Regions from separate parts of the Mus musculus genome. Here all the other regions are linked to region 3. A link is a contact called in public HiChIP or PLAC-seq data. All regions are on one chromosome and are shown on one strand. The core of a region is the stretch at or near the end of the contact, and the rest is flanking DNA. Distances in the headings are between cores, read along the strand shown. Region 1 has its middle 180 kb from the start of Gm41000. Region 2 has its middle 20 kb from the start of Gm30049. Region 3 holds the start of Irx2 (Iroquois homeobox 2).

The links. HiChIP or PLAC-seq counts read pairs in DNA pulled down with a chosen protein or histone mark.
Region 1: an H3K4me3 HiChIP or PLAC-seq map of embryonic basal ganglia shows a contact between it and region 3, with 2.9 times the contacts expected there. The contact joins the enhancer-like site here to the promoter of Irx2 in region 3. A contact is called at or near these places in 2 of 39 promoter capture datasets (hippocampal neurons and stem cell-derived epiblast-like cells), 2 of 484 Hi-C or Micro-C datasets (epidermal suprabasal cells and nephron progenitors), 7 of 115 datasets of contacts at active chromatin or transcription factors (cardiomyocytes, craniofacial prominence, embryonic basal ganglia and 4 more) and 2 of 9 other capture datasets (adipose tissue and liver).
Region 2: an H3K4me3 HiChIP or PLAC-seq map of embryonic midbrain shows a contact between it and region 3, with 2.9 times the contacts expected there. The contact joins the enhancer-like site here to the promoter of Irx2 in region 3. A contact is called at or near these places in 1 of 39 promoter capture datasets (hippocampal neurons), 1 of 15 datasets of contacts at CTCF or cohesin (stem cell-derived epiblast-like cells), 12 of 484 Hi-C or Micro-C datasets (Sertoli cells, cerebellar granule neurons, cerebellum and 4 more), 8 of 115 datasets of contacts at active chromatin or transcription factors (embryonic forebrain, embryonic hindbrain, embryonic midbrain and 2 more) and 2 of 9 other capture datasets (embryonic stem cells and pancreatic islet).

Annotation. Positions count from the first base shown.
Region 1 is chr13:72,351,170-72,354,398 of GRCm38.p6, reverse strand. No RefSeq gene overlaps it. Among named protein-coding and RNA genes, the nearest start is that of Gm41000, 180 kb to the left of the region's middle. Within about 2 kb of position 1,663, at least 21 of the 459 cell types and tissues checked have an H3K27ac peak or open chromatin away from gene starts, as enhancers often do. A contact at or near this core is called in embryonic basal ganglia, where this site is marked.
Region 2 is chr13:72,957,924-72,961,259 of GRCm38.p6, reverse strand. No RefSeq gene overlaps it. Among named protein-coding and RNA genes, the nearest start is that of Gm30049, 20 kb to the right of the region's middle. Within about 2 kb of position 2,014, at least 17 of the 459 cell types and tissues checked have an H3K27ac peak or open chromatin away from gene starts, as enhancers often do. A contact at or near this core is called in pancreatic islet, where this site is marked.
Region 3 is chr13:72,627,110-72,630,203 of GRCm38.p6, reverse strand. It overlaps Irx2 (Iroquois homeobox 2), which reads right to left and starts at 1,384. Exons shown (of 5, transcript NM_010574.4): 1 at 891-1,384. The coding sequence starts at 1,142. Gm20554 (predicted gene, 20554) reads left to right here and starts at 1,640. Exons shown (of 1, transcript NR_030701.1): 1 at 1,640-3,094.

The sequences.
Region 1 (3,229 bases), core at 414-2,913, 280 kb after region 3:
GATTATAGGTTAATATCTCTCCTGCAAAAGTAGAGTTGACAATTTTTTTTCTCATGTAGAAAGTTGGTGTGAACAGAATAAGAGGTCATTTCAGGAACTGCTCTGGAAAACTATACATTAAAGCTTTCAGTTGTGTAATTGATAAACAAATTCCGTAGCATGTCTTCACTCTGTTGACTATTTTTTTCTTTTGCTGTGGGGAGGCTTTATACAATGCTAGTGTTTGGCTTTTAGGATTACTTCCTGTACCTGGGCAGCTGCTGTTCTGTTGTTAGAAGCAGGGTGTTGCACTGTGGGAACAGTGAGCCTGGAACTCATCATGTAGCTTAGGCTTCCAGTGAACTCACACACACACACACACACACACACACACACACACACACACACTCCCAGGGGTGAGGAGGACAGTGATGATCAAGCAGCAAGAGATTGTCTCAGTTTACTGATGGGTCTCATTATTAAAGAGTGGTTTCCAATCATCTGTGTTTGGACACTCCAATCAAGTCTAAAAGGGAAGCTAGGAGAATAGTATTTGTTATATGTTAATCCCGAAGCACACCATCCCATCCCCTATTGCTGGGCCTTGTTGCACAGAGTGTGGCCTTGAATTGTTAAAGTTTCTAATTCAGCCAATGAGCTCAATGTCAAACTGTTGGGTCCTTTGTCTTTAACAATAAGCACTTAGCTCATCTAAATGAATAGAAATTGCTATAGTGAATTACAAAAACCAAGGTCTTTTCAATGCACCAACAATGACATTAATTATTTTCAACACTGTCTTATTTTTGCAAATAGATTGACTTGGATTTTCACTTAAAATGTAATAAGTTCATGACTTTTTAAGCTAGATAAATGTAAAAACATTACTAATAAATTAAAATGTCAGCTGATGGCAATGAAAACCCAATTGTATATTACATACAACCTGGGCACATCGTTGTTTTCGTTTGTGTGCGGGTTTAAGTCGATCTGAGAATTTTAGCCATCAATTAGCTGGTTACAGTGATCCCAGCATACACTATTCTTCCTTGGAGTACCTGCTCAGCACCAGAAAAGTCTGCCAGCTTTAGCAAACAAGGACCCCTTTCCTCACACAGAAAGTGAATCTCACATTCAAAGCCTACAGGAGTGTGTGTGTGTGTGTGTGTGTGTGTGTGTATCCTCGCCCCAGAACCCGGCCCCTTCCTCTGGTGACCAGAGAGATCTGAATGCTTTTCCTAAATCTTTGTAATCCAATAAGCTTTTGTGTTTAGCTGCTTGTTTTGAAACTTGTCCCACACCCCAGACTGTGCCTCACAAGGTCCCTCACAGGCAGGTGAGTGCCTGAGGGCCTGATCATTATTCAAGGCAAGAGGCCTGCTCAGCCCCAACCAGAATGTAATTTGTAATTAACTGTCATTTACTTCTGTCTGCATTGACTCGTTGTTCAAAAGACAACGTAACTGTGCTGGTGACCGGTCTCCCTTTGTTGTGGATATAATGTCTCTCAGATCTGGCTGTTTTCACAATGTTTGAAAACCTGGGGCTTACTCTCTTGAAACGGGGAGAAGACAGGGAATTCGTTGAAATAAATCCAACACAAATAATTTGTTATGCCGTGACACATCGCGCATTCCATTCGATGAAGCAAGCGCGGACTGGGCCAGATCGCCGCGATGGTTAAGGGCCGCCTTCTCCGAAGCACAAGCTCTAAAGCACAGTCTTCAAAAGCGGTCCATTCTGTGGCCGTGGACTCTAATTCATGCTGGCTTTTCAGTTTAATTATTTGCTTGTCACACTTTTCATTAGGAGAAAAATAAACAGAGTGTGTGGCTAGGCCTGGATTGGATGTCTGTGTTCCTGAGATTGGCAAGTCATTCCAACTTAAACTCCTTGAAAATTAACAAAGCTTCGAGAGTATTTGAACAGAAAGGACTGGGAGAGTATTCGGAGATTTGAAAAGAAATCATTAGGTGCCCTTGCAAACAGAGCCCCTAAAACCTCAGTTTTTGTTTCTATATTTGGAGGATTATCATGGTCTGGAGGGAAACAGCAACACTTCTCAGACATTTGAGTTCCACTGGAAAATCTCAAATTGCTTTGCTGTGTTTGTGTGAGCGCGTCCATGAGTGAGTAATGTGTGAGAGAGTGTGTGCGTGCCTGTGTGCATGTGTCTGTGCATACACATGTGTGTGAGTGTGTATATGTGTATGTGTGTGCATCTGTATGAGCTTGCGTGCATGCATGTTTGCATGTGTGTATGTACATGCATGCTGTGCATGCGTATGTTTGTGTGTTTGTATGTGTGTGTATTTCCCATTTCTACCTTGTTTTCTCTCTACACAAGGGATATACCAGCATCTACTTTCCAAACAAGCAGGTCTTTGTGTGTTTCAGATATGTAAGACAACAGACGAGGACACAGAAGGTCATCGAACATGGGACACTCTTCACTAGTCACTGTCATTCTCCTCAAGGTGCCTCATGATCCACATTGTGTCTCCTCAGGACAGGGCCCCAAGTGCATAGGATTCACTGTCTTGGATAACAGCGCCATATTATCCCAGGGAAGAGTCCCACAGCAACCCAGACAAATGCAGTACTTGAAACAAAATGAGTTCAGCCTGGGAATGCGGAACCTCAAGGCAACAGAGGGAGTTGGAAGTCACAGGACAGCTCAATGAGAACACGGAGAAAAACATCACTGAGCTTCTGGGCATAGGAACAAAACATCTCCCTAGTCAAAGCTGGTCTGTCTAGAACAAGACTAGCAATTCTGCTGGCAGAGAAGGCATGGGCAGAATGAGGGTGGGTATCAGAGCCACAAGCAAGGAAGGCATCACTTCTGTGGGACTACAAGGGAGGATTTCTCCTCTCTCCCTCTCCCTCTCCCTCTCCCTCTTCCTCTCCCTCTCCCTCTCCCTCTCCCTCTCCCTCTCCCTCTCCCTCTCCCTCTCCCTCTCCCTCTCCCTCTCCCTCTCCCTCTCCCTCTCCCTTCTCCCTCTCCCTCTCCCTCTCTCTCATAATAGCAAAAAATATTTTACTAAAACATAAAATTTGCAGAAGTTTCCAGACAAGCCATACAACATGGTCACAAACTTTTTCTTCATCTTTTGGGGGTGGGGGTGGGAGACGGAGAATCTACACTTGACAGCAAAGTCACAATGTTACTAGTGAGGACTGTGATGTTTATTTAATGTTCCCCTTTTGGTTCAGACAATCAAGCTTGTCCATCTACAGCATCTAAAGT
Region 2 (3,336 bases), core at 765-3,264, 330 kb before region 3:
AGTCATTTACATTGAGTGCAATTCTTGCTATAATTGCATTGGACCTGCAGTTAGGCTGTTTGAATATTCACCCGCTCCTCGGTTCCTCTTCTCTAGTCTTCCTTAGTGTCAGCTAAGCTATGTTCATAACAGACTTCGAGATGCTCCTTTCAGATCTCCAGTTGCAAAGCATGCCACCAACAGACGGCTCAACCTTCATGATCCAAGTTCATCACTGATACTGAATGGGCCACCCTTCCATGAGCAGCTTCCAGCTAGTCACTGAGAATGGCAGACTCTTTCCTGAGACCTCTAGCTCCATGCAAGGACACTCATCACCTGTTTCCAGACTCTGCTAGACCTGACTCTTATCCTCAGACTCTACTCAGTCTCTTCTTCCTCTTCTTCATGGAAGGAGTTGCCCTCCTTATGGGACAGATCCCTATAGGTCTTCTCTGTAGATCTTTGAGGCATCTCAGCTCACCTTGATCTTTGCTTTCTGCTCCATTCATGTACATTTTATTTCCTGTAGTCCATCTATGGCTTATCTATTGTATCTTGCTGTGTGTGGGGTTCCAACTTCATCTCATCTCATCTCATCTCATCTCATCTCATCTCATCTCATCTCATCTCATCTCATCCAGTCTACTTAATATTGAAGGCTGCTTCCAAGGCTGGAGAAGAAGCAGGCATCCAAACCAGCATGGAAGATGAACTTGAATAGTACCTGGCACTCAATACTGTCTGTATCTGTGCCTACCAAAACACTAAGAAGAAGAGGCCTTGTCTATATGCATTCTACATATGAAAATCAAATGTACCATTTCAGTTCATTGAGGTGGGTGCAGGGTGTGAGGTTCAGCTCAGTTGGCAGTCAGGTAATGTTTCTGATCTCAAGCAACCACTGCCTCCAGGGCTCTGGGCCAAATCACCAGCAGAGCACTGTAAATCCTAGGAGCTTCAATACAGTGTCGCTAGTCACATGTGCTCTGTTCACCATTTGCCCTATGTAGGGCTGATGTTTAGACCTCTGGTTGGTGATGCCTTGTTTCGGGCTGGCTTTGTTGCCTGGGCCCTTAGACTATGATCCTTCTGTCTTCCATGGAAGTAACTCCTGTGCCTGCATTCCAAGGCTCAGTAGAGAGAGGGTCCTGGGTTTGCACAGTGACTTCTGACTACTCAGTCATATCTTCTATTTCCTGACATGAACGATATCTTAGGATCCCAAGGAGACATTCTTTTGCAAAGTACAAGGAAAGTATGAGTCTTATTCACTGAAGGGCAAAAAATACCTTAACCTACGAAGCACTGCATCAAGGCCCAGGTTAATTCCACACAAGTGTTCTGGCCCCTGGGACTTGAGGATGTCCTTACTATGATACACATACATCTATGCAACAGGATTGTGCACACATAGGAACACAGGCTCACAAATACAGGGAGCATGCCCATGTTCATGAACTGCTTTAAAATGACTCACAATGTGTCTTTTTGTCTTTTTGCCATTTCCTTCGGTGGCTCCTTCTTCTGTTTCGTGGCTTAGTGACTGCAGGACAGGGCTCTGACCCAGCAGGTTCCACTTCACTTGTTCCCAACACCAAAGATGTACTCTTCCAGAAGTGCTTGGAACATTTGGTCCAGCAGATAATGCCACACCAGCTCTCCTCTGACAGGCTGGCTCTTCTCTCTCTCCTGGGTTTGGTGCCTTTCACAATTTCAGGGGAACCCAGAAGTGCCCCAGCACTGGGGTGCACCTTAGCATCCAGGCAGTTGGCCTTCAAAACAGCAGTGTGGCCCTGTCAGCACCTCTCTCAGCCTTGCCTGCCTGTCTTATTTCTGGAAGCTGTGATGTTCAATAATTCAGGGAGAGCACGCATCAGCATATCTTACAGCATATTTGATGTGCCAACAAACAGACTGCAGACTGTTTCGTTTCAATTAGCCCCTTTGTTGCCAACAAAAGCCCAACAAACCCCCTGAGTGAGGGCCAGGCCTCGCTCCAGCCTGTTCTTGGCCAGTCCTGGGCTCTCCCTGTGTGTACACAGTGCCCGCCACCCTCTGCTCCCATCCCCTCTCACTTTCTCTGCTATTGTTCTCCTGGTATCTTTTTACCTGGGATCAAGTGACTTTCTCCAACCCAGAAATAAGGACTCAGCTCCATTTTCAGGCCTCTTCTGATCTCCCCAGCTAATTGGCTCAGGTGTAAACCAAACCAGCAGGGCAAAGACTTTGAAGTGAGGCTGCTTTGCGCAGAGCGCCTGGGAGCGTCCGTCTGTGTGTCAAATACCATCCGGCCAGCCCGCTGCTCGGCCACTAATGAAAACGCAAGTAATCAGGGTGTATTACAAGGCTCACATCCATGTTGGGGCTTTATTGTGAGCTTATCATTAACTTTGCAGGCTGGACTTGGAATGCAATCTGGCCAGTTTTTAATAAGAGGGGGCATCGGTGTCGCCTGCATGAGGCACGGGGCAACACCAGCTGTGCCTTCTTTACATAGGGAGCCACCCCTCTCTTTGATCAATAATGCTTTTTCACTTTAAAAGGGGAGCTCATTTTGCTGAGAGGAGGGAGGAGGACCCTCCCAGCCCTGTGCCTGCAGTCTGTTTGTCCAGAATGCACAATTACAGAAAGGTCAGTCCAAAGAACACTGGGGACCCTTGCTGCTTTGCCTGACACTACCTTCTCTCTCTATTTAAAGGGTGCACTGACCACAGGGCCCACCCCCTGTTTGTGTGTTGATTATCAATGGCTGCTTTGCAAAGGAACAAAAGCAAGAAAAGCAGCTGGCCTTTTCGGACTCTGATTTTGCTCAGATCCTCTTCATTTTTAATATGCAAGCCGGCTGCATGAAACCAACATAATGAATGTCGTCTTCTCCATGGCTCTTCTGGATGGCCGGGAGGTTTTACATGTCTTGCTTATACTTTGTCCCCAGGGTGTAACCTCTGTGCTTCCTCTTTCATCTGATCTTTGGCTTCTGAGCTGCATGCCCATGGTGGGTGCAGAGCCTTTCACACTCATCTGCAAGATAAACACACACGTCTTTCTGGAGTGACATATGCTGATCAAATAGTTTGAAAATTTTATACATGTGTTGGTATGCCAAGGGATGAGGCACACATTTCCGTGTTCTTCATAGTATGACTTAGAAACTAGCATGTGTTTGAAGGGACAGAAGCACCCAGTTTATGTGAATGCACACAGAGACATCACTGCAAACCTCTATCAGCTTGGCGACCACAGCATAGCAACAGCAGACATTTGTTCCCTCCTGTCCTGGTGAGGACCAGATGTGTCTTTACAGATGTGGCTTGTCTTTCCCCTGTGACCTTGTGTGGTGTCTCAATTGTTCCC
Region 3 (3,094 bases), core at 135-2,634:
TTAAAAAATACTTCGGAACCCCACTCCGCTATTCACCCTCTAAAGCAGAGTAAATCCAATTTGCAACTCAGAAGCCAGTCAGCGTTTCCAATTCTTCAACTACGTAGTAATTAGCATTTTAATTCATCCTTTAACGTTTAACTAGGAGAGGTTTGTAACCTTTTCCCAAGGCCTGGTTCCTACCCAGGGAATTCCACCTAGAGCAAACCCCCTCCGCCCATACACAATGTCTTCACACACCCCAAAACTGCCAAGACCCGCTCTGGCGGGGCCTGTTTTCAGAACTCAGAGATGCTCAGACAGATCCCGGATCTACGGAGCTGGAACCCATAGGCCTACTACGAACTCTGGCAGCACTTAGCGGGTCCCAAACCCGTTAACACATTATTTTTTTTTCCCTGAAAGCCGGGTCAGCGAGACAGAAAACGGCCAACACTAAAGAGCTTCGGCCTGGGTCTAGGGCGAGAGCCACAGGCTCAGCCTATCCCCACCCCACCCCCCCCCCACCCGCATCCCCACCCCCCCACCCCGTGACCCCGCCGCCACCAGTCTGGCCAAGAAACCCAAAGCTTGCGGCATTGGCCCTAGAGGCCTGGGCAGCCGGGGCCCTCAGCTTGGAACCACGCGGAGAGCAGTGGACAGATTTCGCAGCCCCAGCAATCGGCACGCGCGGATTAGAGATTACTCTTGGCCCAGGCACGGGTGGAGTAGCACTTCGCACGAGCTCAAGGGAAATCAGCCTACGAGCTCTGCAGGTCAGTCCCGTCCCTTGTTTAGTGCGGCAACGGGTGCTGGTGACTTTGGAGCTGCCACCCGCAACGCGTCCCCAGCGCTCAGCTCAACTCACTCCCTGGTCCGGGTCTCCCCAGCCCCCACCCCAAAGCAGTTACCACGTAGGACGGGAAGCCGGCAGCCGCGGCGGCGGCGGCGTCCGCCGAGTACTGCAGCGGGCTGCCGAAGCCGGTTGCCGCCTGCGCTGTGAAGGCCGCCGAGCCGGGGTACGGGCTGAACGCGGAGCCCGACGCCGAACGCGCCAGCTCCTCGCTGCGCGGCGCCGCCAGCGCGGACGCGCCGTACGCGGGGCACGAGTAGAGCGCCAGCGAGCCGGGCGCTTGGTACAGGTAGCCCTGCGGGTAGGACATGGTGGGCGCGGGGCGCGGGGCCCGCGTCACACGGAGCAGCGGGCAGCGCGCGCGGCGCCCTCCATCCACGCCCGGCCGGGGCGCACCGAGGCCGCGGGCCGGAGCAGGCTGGGCTGGTGGGCGCTAGGCTGGGCGCGGGGCTGGAGGATCGGCGGGGCGGCGGTAGCGGCAGCGCGGAGCCGGTGGGCGCAGCCGCGCGCCAGGCCGGCGGTCGGGATTTGGGGGAGTCTGCAGTCAGGAGTGAGGAGTTGAGGAAGGAGCGCTCGAGTTTCCGAGGGACATTGGAACGCCGAGCTGTCCGTCACACTCTCATCTGCATATTCTGGTGCCCGCCCCTCCCCTGCTCCGCCCGCCGCCGAGGCCCCGCTGAGGCCGGGGGAGGGGCAGAGAGCGGAGGGGTGGGAAGTGGAGGGGAAGGCGGAGGAGTGGCAGCCAGAGGCTGGAGGGAGGGACGTGCAGGCTTTTGTCGCGCAGCGGCCTCTCTCCACTCCCGCCCCGGCCCGCAGCCTGCAGCGGTGAAGCCCAGCCTGGCCAAACTGGGCGTAGCGCTCACCCCCTCCCACTGGCACATCCTCTCAGCCACGTCCGCGCACCCCGCCGCCGACTCCCGCCTTGGCCCAGCCACCTTTCTCCTTCCCGGGGCCCCATCCGGGCACTGCCGGCGCTCTTGCTCGCCTAGCACTGGTCAGCAAAGGCCTCCTGCAGTCGGGCCAGGTCCGATCCACCTGGAGAACATACGGATCGGGCACCCCTCATCACCCTGAAGATAGCAGCCCAGGTCGCATGCGGTGTCCAGGGCAGACACCGCAGGGAGATGGAGGGCAGTGTGGAGACACCTGCAGAGTTGCCTGGGCATCCCACTTCTACAGTCCTCTGTCCGCCTGTACTCCAGGCTGAGGCTGCCCGTGTGGCTTCCCGTCCGGTCTCCTGCTCCTGGTGCCTGGGCTGCCAAGCATCTACCCGGAATCTGAGCGTTTCGGTTTGAAGCTGTGGGAGGCCCCGTGGTGAGGCTTCTGTCCAAGTCCACAGAGAAGATTTCAGGCCGTGTTAGGAACATCATGTCCGTTAACGTCTGGAACACGCCAGTGAGTGACTCGCTTCAACAAACGCCACTCTGGTCCAAAAAGAGTTTTTGTTTTCTTTTGTTAAGTTGAATGCCTGTTCGAAATTGGGGGAGAGGTTCCTGTCAGGAGAGCTGACTTGACTTTGCTAGAGTATCCACTGCCACTTCCCGAAAGGACATGGGCCAGCTTGTGAAGTGTCGCAGTCGTGAGGTGGTTCAGGTAACCTGAGGTCCAGGAGTTGACTCGCGGGTCCCTTGAGCCCTTAGGTCCCAGCCCCTAAACTTTCTCGACCATACCTGCTCCCTTTCCCCAAGTGAGGGGAGTCGATGGCCAGGATGGGCACTAGTACGCTGGATGTAAAGGAGCGTCAATGGGGGGCGCTTGGGATTCGTAGGGGTCAGGTGTGAGCTGGCCCGGGAGGGGGCGCCCGCCCAACAGGTGTCTCCTTGAAGCTTGCTAGGTAGAGCACGAGGACTCTGAAACCTGGCGCGCGGGCCTGAGCTTCCATTTTATTCTCGGTGGGCTCTGAAGCTAGTAGAGGGCGGCAGAGTTCTCCTGCCTGTGAGCGCCTGGCTTCTGCTTAGGCCTGGATCGTGGCGCTCCAGCTCCTGCAGCAGCCAGATCCGTGACACCGAATGAATGCTGTAGTCAGCCAGGCTGCTTTTTGTCTTGTCCAGGTCCCAGGGAACCAGGGATCAATTGTAGTGATGGACTGGAGACAATTTTTCCCGGGCAGGCAGGCAAGCAAATTTATCACTTTTGGTAGGAACTTTCCAGGCACTCTACTCAAACACTGCCACCACCATACACCCTCCCCTTATTGCCCCCCCCCCCGCCACCCCCCAGAACTTCTGAACCCCTTTCAGCAGTCTCGGTGCCTGTGCAGAG